Linked DNA regions of Hordeum vulgare: region 2 is linked to region 1. Evidence: chromatin contacts called from public Hi-C data. All regions are on one chromosome and are shown on one strand. Each heading gives the region's core, a stretch centred on a gene start, on an enhancer-like site or on the middle of the called end of the contact. The rest is flanking DNA. Distances are from core to core; before and after follow the strand shown.

Region 1 (5,726 bases), core at 2,419-4,918:
CCATGTCATTGGCTTTCTCGAGGCGAGTGGCGATGAGCTCTTTCATGTCCTCACAATGTTGCTTCAGAAGAGCGAGAGATTCCTCCATCAAGTCGCCGCACTCGATTGTGAGCTTCGCCTTGTCATCCACAAGTTCGTCGATTATAGGGGTCAACTTATCCATTGACGCATTGCTATGCTTGTGCAACTTCGACTATCGTACTATCTGATTTAGCAGCAATGATAGGTCCATGGAGAGCTGGTCCTTGTTGTCCATGACAATGACAGTGCCCCCCTTCCCCTTATTACTTCCCCTTGCGGTGATCACCATTATTACTACAGAGGTATCAATCAACAGGGCAATATGGCTCCAGCATTAACTGCTCACTGTCGGAGCTGTTAGATGCACCCTCCGCATTCTCCCAATCCTCCTCTATGAGCGGCACGCGTCCAGCCAGCAAACTTGATGCTCGCCTTTGCTCCTTTTCAAACTTACTTGTCATTCTCGCTTGGTGCTTCGCGAGAATGCGCACATGTAGCACATGCTCAGTATTATCCTTCGGGACATTGTCGACAAGAGCAACATATCCAGATTCACCATAGCAAGGCTGACGCTTGCTGAATCACCAATCTAAGGACACATAAAGTACATTCAATTCAGAACTACATGTGCCACAGAATTGCCTAATGACCGATCTAAATACAGAGTGATAACTACAACAACATGGATAAGCCATCTATGCAATCAAAATATATCAAATAAGACCTGACTGAATGTTAAAAAAACCCGGATAGTACCAATTTGAAATCTTAATGTGAGATCCGTATATATTTTTTATCAGAACAAATATAACAAGATTGGTACATATTTCTCAAACCCCAACATGAATCCACACTCTCTCCGAACCTAGGATTTAAACAGTGCTACTACATGCATAATCAAAAATAGTAACCACCAGAACTAGATAGATCTTACCAATTTGAAACCATCGAATGGTATGTATGGTGCGCCGGGACTATTTACATGATCACAAGGATTGTTGGATCCTCCCTACATGGGGGTTGGCACTAACAGCCTACTTTCTGACCATCTTTGAATGAAATCGCCACTCAAGTTCGTCCATGTACTCATGAATAAACTCCTTTCATGGCTTTGGGGACATATTTGGCTTGTCGGCTATCGAGATTGAATCCTACACGGCGAAGGCACATGCATGCGGTGATCGGGAAGACGAGGATGCATGGCTGCAGGGAATAGGGGAACGAGGGGCAGCGGGTAGCAAGGCGATGAGTAATGCTAAATGGTCTCACGAAAAAAGGTTTAGAAGGCTAAATAGGAGGAAGCAAATGCCACGGGATACTCACACAATAGTCACAGAGTAATGGAGATCCAGGCCATCTAAAATTTTAAGTCAAGCCTTGCAAGTTTTCTGTTTGCAGTTAAGCGCCTAGTGAGCACACGCGACGACGTGCAGCTACGGCCCACAAGAGTGTATTGCACCAAATAGATGAGTGTGTCCATGCCACACCAAACTATCCAATATGTTGGTTGGATGCATCTACGATACCAACCAGTAGTTGGATATATCAGTCTGCCTCATTAACACAAAAGAAGGTGTGGCATAGAAACGCGTCTCGTCCGGCTCTATCACGCCAACCGAGTGGATGTGCTGTGTGTTTGTCACGGTGGTGGTTGGTCATCGGGGACGATCAAAGGCGTCAAATAGGAAGGCGTGCTAACGTGTATATTACATGTCTAACGGCAAGGCACGAAAGGAGGGGGTGAAGCGACGAAATAAGTGTTTTCGGGGGTTAGTGGGCGACATAAGATCCTTGAGGGGCCATTTAGTCAAAAGGATACGGGCGAGTGACCATGTTTCTTGCATCTAGTGCGATTTAGGGAATCCTCGCTGAAGGTTTGGGTGCCGCGAGTTGTGCCGACAAAGGTGCACAAAAAACAATAGCCTGGTGTTTAGGGTTTTTTCACGGTCCTCTTTTCATTTTTGCTTTCTTGTCTTACTTTTGTTTATACCTTGGAAAATATGTATAAATGTTGAATGTTGACCAAGCATATGAAAATGTCGAATGTGTATAGAGAAAATGTTCATCAGGTAAATGAAAAATGTATAAAAATGTAAAATATGTATGATACAATTTGATCATGTATATATGAAACAATTAATCAAGCATTTTAAAAAAGATGAAGAAACTATGGAAAAAGGGTAAGCAAGCATTAAAAAATGTTAAATGTGTATAAAACAATTCTGACCATGTATTAAAAAATGATGAGAAAACTGAGATCATGTATATAAAAGTATCAATCAAGCATTTGAAAAAAGGTTGAACAAGTATTTAAAAAATGGTAAATGTGTATAAAAGAAATGTTGAATATGTATTGAAAATATAATGCAATTTTTATCATAATTTTTATAAAGTAGTAATCAAGCATTTGAAAAAAGGTTTAAAGAATATTTGAAAAAATAATAATTAATCATTTAAGAAATGTTATTTATGTTTAGAAAATGTTAATCATGTGTTAAATTTTTTAATAATGCATATCAATATATTAATCGAGAACTTCAAAAATGTTAAATGTGCTCGCAAAAATGTTAAATATTTATTATAAATACTAATCTTGTACTTGGATAATCTTAATGAAGCATTTGACATTTTTTCAAAGGGTGTATAGAAAATGTACTGACTCTATATTCAAACATTGTTAATCTTGTATATGAAAATGTTAATAAATCATTTCGAAATATGTGTAAAAATGTTGACCATATTTAAACAAATATTAAATGTGTGTCAAAATAAAATGTTGTTAACGCACATGAGAACTGGAGAATAGAACCAGAAGAAAACAAAAAAAATTAACGGAAAAACAAAATTAAAAACAAATGTAAAAAAGAATTTAAAAAATTTAAAAACAAAGAAAATTAATGAAATTCAAGAAAGAAAGAAATAAAACCGAAGAAGGAAAGAGAAGCAAAAAAATCAATTTAAACCTACAGAAGCAAAAAAAAACAAATCACTAGAAACCGGGAAAGAAAGGAAGAAAACCGTGGAAGATGCTAAGAAAACAGAAAATAAATAAAAAGCAGTGAAAAAGCAAAGAGAATGAAAAACACATGGAACGAACCAACCCACCGGGTGGGCGGGCGAAGATCAAGGGGGAAAAACGAGATATAACTGGGCTAGCCCCGTCGCTACAACGCAAGGCAAAAAGCTTCACTCTACATTGTCGTATATGTCAAAATAAAGTGATCAGCATTTTCGGTATACACGTTCAACATTGTTCAAGCACTTATTCAACATTTTACGAAAACCTATTTAACATTTTCTAGTACTTATTCAACATTGTTAAAACACTTGTTCAACAATTTTTCAAATACAAGTTCAACATTTGTTTTCAAATGATGATTATTTTTTTATATACATGATCAATATTGTTTCAAATACCTATTCAATAGTATGCAAATACTTGCTCAAAAATTTCAAATAATTTTTCAACCTTTTCGAAATGTTTTAATAGAATAATTTTAGAGTCCGTACATTTGGAATATTTGAAATTCTAAACAAAGGTAGATAAACAGAAAATATTAAAAAAACGAAAACATGAGGTTATGACCTGCCGTGCTGGTGGTCGGGACATCTAGGTCCTTCCTCCAGCGATTACTCGCGTCATTTCCTATTTCGCGCCACCGGCAGCAGTTAACGTACATTATTATTAACTCGCATCTGTGGTGCTCTAACTGGACTGGTCCATGCAAGCGCTTGTGACATTTAAAAAAAACTTCTATAAACTTATTTGAATATCGACGAACTGTTTTTAAATTTCAAGAAACACTTTTGAAGATTGATGAACTGTTTTTAATATTGAAGAACATTTTTTAAATTTGATGAACATCTTTTGAAAATGGATGGACTTTGAAAACAATTATCAACTTTTTTACAATTCAACGAAGTTAGAAAAAAATGCATGAACTTATCTTAAATTTTTATGAACATTTTGAAATTTATTGAACTTTTTAAATATTGATTGAACTTTTCCGAAGTTGGATGAACTTTTTTTCATTTTCAATGAAATCTTTTTTCAACTTGATGACCTTTTCTCAAAATTGACCTTTGTTCAAGAAAATCAAATTTAAAATAGCCCCACATACTAGCAGCGCTGCAGGCGCTGGATCATTAACGGGCGCCCACACTAGAGTTGTGTCCAGTTTTTTTTTCTTTTTAATTTTCTTTGTTACGAAAACAATATAAAATCAAAATGATTTACAGATTACAATAAAGATTTTTTCATTTGATTTTTTTTTTCATATCTTTAAAAAAGGTACAATAATTTTGAGAAAAGTTAGTCACGTGGAAACTAATTTCACTGAAAATTTAAAACTAGTCAATGTATTTTTTTAAAAGATCACTGATCTAAAAAAAAGGTTCATAAACATTTAAAAGGTTCATCCATTTTCAGAATAATGTTCATCAAATTTCCAAAAAAGTTCATCAATATTCAAAAAAGTTCATCAATCTGAAAAAACATTCGTTGAAATTAAAAAAAATCATCTTATTCAAAAAAATTCATACAATTTTCGAAGAAAAAAGTCACAAACACCTATATGGCCCGGTGCAATTCGAATGCCACAGACGCCAATTAACAATTATACACGTTAACTTGCGCCTGTGATGCCAAATAGGAAATGCGTCCTAGCTGACGCTCGTTAGTGTCAAGCAGACAAAGGTTTCGATCAGATGCATGATCTCAACGGGCCGGCCCATTTGTTGGCGAGCAGATATATGATGAACAATTTTCCATATACACTGAACATTTTGTTTTGTGATATACGTTGAACATTTTTAGAATGTACATTGAACTTTTTATAATATAAGGTGAGCATTTTCCTAAAATACAATAAACAATTTTTAGTATGTCGTAAACTTTACATATAACACACATGAAAAACAGAAAAGTTACATGAAATAAAAAAACGAACGGAAAAGTAGACAAAAAATAATCAGAACAAATCTACTGAAAATCGCACAAAACATGTAACTGAAAGAAAAACTCCACAAAAGAAAAACTAAAAAAACGCAGAGAACAACGAAGGAAGCAGCAGCGAACCGAAAAGCAGGCGAATCCTATTCGTGGGCTGGCTCAAGCGGAGGTCGCCTCAGCAAAGGCACGACTTCTTGACGCTAGCAAGCATCAAATAGGATCAGCCATTGGGACTCCCCCAAACTATTTTTTTGGGGTTTCATTTTTTTTTGCGGGAAATAAAAGAAAATGAAAAGCCAAAGAAATAGTTGGGGGAGTATAGATCCTATTTTTTGGGGTTTTCATTTTCAAGTAGACTGATCTCAGGGTAGACACATTACAAATATTCGGGCCAATAAAATAAGACCGACGGCTCTAGTTATCGCCCGAAGGATCAAAAAATTGGGTATGCCTATGTCTTGTTGCAAGCTACACAGTAAGTCGTCTCCCTGAAGGCACCCACCATATTGGGCTTGTCCAGTACACACACAAGCCGGCAACACTTCTTGAATGTGATATTCCTTTGCATTCGTTTTTTTACTTACTTTTCAATTTCTGCTTATATTTCGAAATGTTCTGAGTATGTGTATTATAAAAATCATCTTGTATTTGAAAAAGTTAGTCATGCTGTAGAAAAATGTTACGTGTCAATAGAAAAAATATTTTAGACTTATACAAAGACTGCAATAGTAGATACTCCAATTCACGATTTATT
Region 2 (5,726 bases), core at 909-3,408, 780 kb before region 1:
AGTGCCTATGGACAAATCCTATAAATATAACTTAAGGCAACCATTAGTCCATAGGAATTGTCATAAATTACCAAAACCACATATGGAGATATATGCTCTAACAATCTCCCCCATTTTGGTAATTGATGACAACCACTTCAAGAGAGTTTATATAAGGAAATAAGCATAACCAAGCGCACACATACAAAGCAATAATGCATGCGTGCAAGATGGAAATGCTTATGCAATAAAAGCAAAACCCTCTAAACATATCCAAAGTAAACTCTCTAAACTTCTCCCCCATTGGCATCGATTGCCAAAATGGACGAAAAGTTTAGAAAGCCAATATATTTGGTGGTCCTCCAAAAAGTGTATACTTCTCAACAAATGAGTGCAAAGAAATACACAAATACTATGATAAGTAGTTGGAGGAAAAAAAAACTATATTGATGACCCAAAGATTGCAAATAAAAGGATCGTATGCCACAAAGACATACAAAAATAGAGGCAAGCAATCAAAAGATACCAGATGGAACAAACAACCATATGGTCCTTCGAACCACATGAATAAAAGATATTATGATAAAGGCAACAGAGTGTTTCATCAAAACTAGAGAAGCTCCCCATGATCTGTGCACTAATAAGAGATTTTTGTATTTGATACAAGTGCACAAAATAGGATCGTTACTCCCCCAAAATTAATAAAAACACACAACGAGTGTAAGGAGATAAATGAGACAATAATCATATCACTTGCACAAAACAAATGGCTGAGCAACATGTAAAATAAGCAACTTAAGAATAGGCTCAACCAAAATAATGTGTGTTAGTCATGGCAAAGCACTTCAGAAGACTAAGATAAGGATGAGCATTACTCATCAATACAGTCTTGATAAAATGAGACACAAAGTGCAAGACATATCATTCCCCCACACACATATACTAGAAAATAATGAATTTGAGAGTTTATATAAGGAAATAAGCATAACCAAGCGCACACATACAAAACAATAATGCATGCGTGCAAAATGAAAATGTTTACGCAATAAAAACTCGTTCGCGCTTCCAAATTTGTTCACATTTTTCTAAAATTGTTCTTCAAAATTCTAAAAATATTTGTGCTTTAAAATTTGTTCATGGTTTTTCAAAATTGTTCTCCTTTTCAAAATTTTCTTCTCAAGATTCAAAAAATGTTCGTGCTTTAAAAAATTGTTGGCGCTTCCAAATTTGTTCACGTTTTTAAAAAATTTCTCAGTTTAAAATAAAATGTTCATGCTTTAAAAATTTATTCATGTTTTCAAATTTGTGTGGGGTTTTTCAAAATTGTTCTCCTTTTTAAATTTTTGTTCTGAAAATTAAAAAACTGTTCGTGTTTTAAAAATTATCCGCGCTTCCAAATTTGTTCACATTTTTTAAGAATTGTTTACTCAAGTTATAAAAATGATTTTGTCTCACATAAAAAAAGGAAAACAAGAAAGTAAAGAAAAACAAAAAAAATAAAAAAAACAGAGAAGAAAAAAGGTAATAGAAAAAAAAACTGAACCGGCCCAATCGGGTTGCTGCTTGTGCGGCGCTGGGGCTCTCTACCGCAATAAGCGGCAGGTAGTAGCTCCCACTATTTTTCGCCTTACGCGAGCGAACTTCGACGAATCACATAAGGCGTTCCCCGACAAGGCCGTCCTAGTTAGACTGGCCGGTTCGATCGCTTCTCCTATTCTCCTCCGTCAAACTGTCATTTCTCCTCTCCTCCCCTCCTCCCTCATGTTCGAGTAAATTGCAAAGTAGTACAATTGGGGCATTGGAAGCAGATTAGTAATTTTTTACTTGTTAGTAACAATTTTGGAGCGATACGTTGCAAAATAGGCTAAAACCGTTGTTAATACGTATTGACGGTATATCGGACCGACGGGACCCGCTTGTCAGATGCCAACGTGACAAGTTTTTGCAAAAAAAACCTTTACTTTATACATAATCATATAAATGTCCTTTATTTTGCAGGAAAAATGATCCTATGAAAGATTTTTTTATTCGTAATTTTCAAACACATAATCGGACACTTTTGAATGTTTTTTCGTCGAATGGAACAATTAAATAAAAGAAACCAAAACCGCCGTCCAGGGGACTAAAACCCGCCAAGTATAGAGGCGAGGCATGACGCCCTAGCTACCACGCCACGTCGACCCTGGTGTTAGAACACATGCGTGGTCTCTTTTAGCTATTAATATATGGGCCGGTAACTGGGGCTGCGAGGCCTGCTTTGTTTTTCTGCTTCGCGTTTTAATGGGGCTTGTTTTTTGCCCAGGTTCTTTTTACAAACGCTGAACATTTTTTTAATATAATAATATTTTGGTAATATATGATGAACATATTTTAAGAGGAAATTGACAATTTTTATAACATATGTTGAACAATTTTTCTAATATATGATAAACATTTTAAATAGTGCATGGTGAACTTTTTGTTTTGACAATGTGTATTTGAAAAAATGTTCAGAAATGTAGATATGAAGAATAAATTTTTGTAATAGTTGATTATACAGTTATATCTAAAAGCATAAGCAATTTTCTTAAAATATGATGAACATTTTTACATATTATTGTGTAAAATCATTTTGCATTTTAAGAAACACCTTTTTTATAAAAGTTGAACAATTTTGATGGATTTATAAAATTTATGATAACTAAACAAATATTTTTAATATGTTTCATCAACTTTTGAAGTAATTGTGTGTTTCTAAAAATGTCTGTTGGGCATATATTTTTATTACTTTTGCGTATATTGAAAATATAATGAGGATACACAATATTTGTATCGATTCCCGCAGCGTCGCAACATATAAATAGCATTTTTTAATAATTGCGTAATATAATAGTTACATATAATTTTTTAAACAGTAATTCAGCGCACGCAGCCTTGCTGGGCTGAATCAACTGGCCCAACATGTACACACCACTATAAAGCAGATCTTGTAATGCATATCGCTCCGTGGTGTGTTAGTTCGACGCCTCGCCTCTTTAGGTGAGGTCGCGAGTTCGAGTATCGAAGCCTTATTTTGTTTAACATTTTTGATTGTTTCAATCGATGAAAACTTTATAAGAGTCCAATTCTGTGTTGAAAAATTGCGAACGAAAAGAAAATCTCTCATAGAAATTATTTTTTCGTAAAAATATATGCATTTATGTGATTACGTACAAACCAAGGTTTTTTTTGTGACAATCATGCCACGTGGGCACCTGACAGGTGGGTCCCGTCGGTTAGATACACTGTTAATATGTATTTATATGCGGTTTAGACCTTCTTGCAACGTATCGCCCCAAAGTTGGTACTAACCCGTAAAAATTATCAATCTTGGTACCAATCTAGTTCCAATGCCCCAATTGTGGTTCTTCTTTGCAATTTACTACCTTTTGTCCTCTCTTCCCGTAGAGCCGCAGCTGCGGTGACTGCTCCCGGTTGTGAAGGTGAGGGTTACCGTGGAAGTTTCGTGTCTGTGTGGTCGCTGAGTTCTTGTTCCCCTCGTCGATTTTCCTCTGTAGAGTTCGTGGCGAAGGGATTGATCTCGGGGAGAGGTATGCCGATCTATTCGTTCTCCAGCTTTTACTCACACTTCTGCTCGATTATAGTTGTGTAGGCGTGGTCAAATCGATCGATTTCTTGGGTTATTTGTGTCATTCGTCTAGGTTTTGGGAGTTTTGTGAAATGTGGCGCTAGGTGTGATAAAATAAGCTTGTGGTGTGGATCCGCAGTAGGTAGGGTATTTCCGTTCGTCCAGTAGGAGTGATACAAATAAGCTTGTGGTGTGGGATCGACGACTAGGGGTTTGTTTATGGATTGGGAGTTTTGGAAGATCTTGCACTAGGGGTGTGGATGCACAACAACTAGGTTATCTTCATGGTGTCTTTGACCTTGCTTGCTGTCTTCTTAGGGCTCCACCAATTTAAATGAGTAGAGGCAGGATACACTGAATTGAGGTTAATGGAGGGATGAATTCATTGCATTGGAAGTGCCTAGAGATCTTGTTTATACATTGTTATTGGTTAATCAACTCCGAAATGTTTGTACAAGTCGTAGCTCGGAGTAGAGTTTTCTGCAAATTCTTGATGTGGTGTCATCTTGATAATCCACGAGTTAGTTTATTATCCATTATGAGTTGGAGGATGTACATGCGTATAATGGATAACCTCGGGCAGGTTGTTGTTTCTGTGGTCACCATCTTTGTTGAGAGGTCCATCTTGCTTGCCACTTGCCAGTGAGAGGGGCAAAGCTTCATCTTCATTTAGTTTCTTTCTTTCTGCTATTTGATTTCATTGTTGGTTCGATGGAGAATGTTGTGTCCATACTTTCATGGTTTCATCAGTAAGTAAAAATGTGATATGTTGTTCTCGGGGAAATGTATGCTGATCTATTCGTTCTCCATATTTTCCTCACACTTCTCCTTGATTATAGTTGTGTAGGCGTGGTAAAATCGGTCGATTTGTTCGGTGATTTGTGTTGTTCGTTTAGGGTTTGGGAGTTTTGGGAGATCTGGCGCTAGGGGTGTGGATGCAGAGAAGCTAGGTTACCTTTGTTGTAGAGTAGGTGTGAAAGAAAATAGTTGATGCTGGGGATCCATAGCTAGGGTTCCGTCCTCTTCACCTTGCACATGTTGTGATTCTTATTTGTGTGTATTTTTTGGCAAGTTTTAAGCCATCATGGCAGGATTTTTGAAGGTGTAAATAATAGTTTTGGAGCTAATAATCCATTAGAGTTATTGTTTGCTACTTGTGTCTAATTTTTGTAGATGTGAAATTATTGTGTGGGCGGATTAATTTGGTAGTGAAGTTTGTACATGTGACAAATAGTCCACATTTTGCAATGATGTAGCGGTGGCTTGTTGTTTTTAGACGGATCAAACTAGTGATGTTTTTTGTGATGTTAGCGATCTGTACCATATGTGGACTGAGAAGGAGTCATCTCTGAACTGACACATCACTAATGGGAAAGGGCTTATAGGTGATCACAAATTAGTGGCACGTGGGACGGGTCACCCGCCATAGCTACTTTGAAAAGTTAGCCGTGACGGGTGTAAAGAGAGCCCGCCACAAGTTGTGCAGAAGCAGTGGCGAGTATTTTCAGCTGCCTGCCACACGTACAATCTCTTTTTATGTTTTTTACAACTCACCTGTGGCGGGTGCGTCGTAGTGCCCGCCACACCTACATGCCCTGGCAGTGGCGGGCAGTTCCTTCTGACCACAATAGGTAGACCCGTCCACTACCTACGTTCAGTATCCCCCCACAGACAAAACCACCCTTTCCTTTTCCTGAAACACATTTTCATAATTCTCCGGCACTCTCGCTACCAAACCCCGTGCCGCGTCGCCACCGCGCCTCTCCTCTGCCCTCTTGCGGAGCTCGCTGCCGTGGCCGTTTGCCTACTAAAAGGATCGATACGGTTGACTAGAGGGAGGTGAACAGGCAACTAACAAATTTTAAACTTTTCTTTAAACAAATTAGGTTTAATAACAACTAGGTTGTCTAGAAATGCAACTAGGTGAACAACCTATATGATGCTAACGGGAACAATAATAAGAACGAAGTAAATACAAGTAAAGGTAAGAAATAACCACAAGTGGAACCGATGAAGACGAGGATGTGTTCCCGAAGTTCCTTCCCTTTGAGGGGAAGTACGTCTCCGTTGGAGCAGTACGGAGGCACAATGCTCCCCAAGATGCCACTAAGGCCACTGTATTCTCCTCACGCCCTCACAC

What was found. A called contact is a pair of places that touch in the nucleus more often than the background predicts.
Region 2: a contact with region 1 is called in a Hi-C map of leaf, with 4 times the contacts expected there. The contact joins two enhancer-like sites. A contact is called at or near these places in 2 of 6 Hi-C or Micro-C datasets (leaf and seedling).

Annotation. Positions count from the first base shown.
Region 1 is chr6H:474,929,718-474,935,443 of MorexV3_pseudomolecules_assembly, reverse strand. No RefSeq gene overlaps it. Among protein-coding and RNA genes, the nearest start is that of LOC123405501, 350 kb to the left of the region's middle. Within about 2 kb of position 3,668, at least 2 of the 3 cell types and tissues checked have open chromatin away from gene starts, as enhancers often do. A contact at or near this core is called in leaf, where this site is marked.
Region 2 is chr6H:475,711,928-475,717,653 of MorexV3_pseudomolecules_assembly, reverse strand. No RefSeq gene overlaps it. Among protein-coding and RNA genes, the nearest start is that of LOC123403917, 16 kb to the left of the region's middle. Within about 2 kb of position 2,158, at least 2 of the 3 cell types and tissues checked have open chromatin away from gene starts, as enhancers often do. A contact at or near this core is called in leaf, where this site is marked.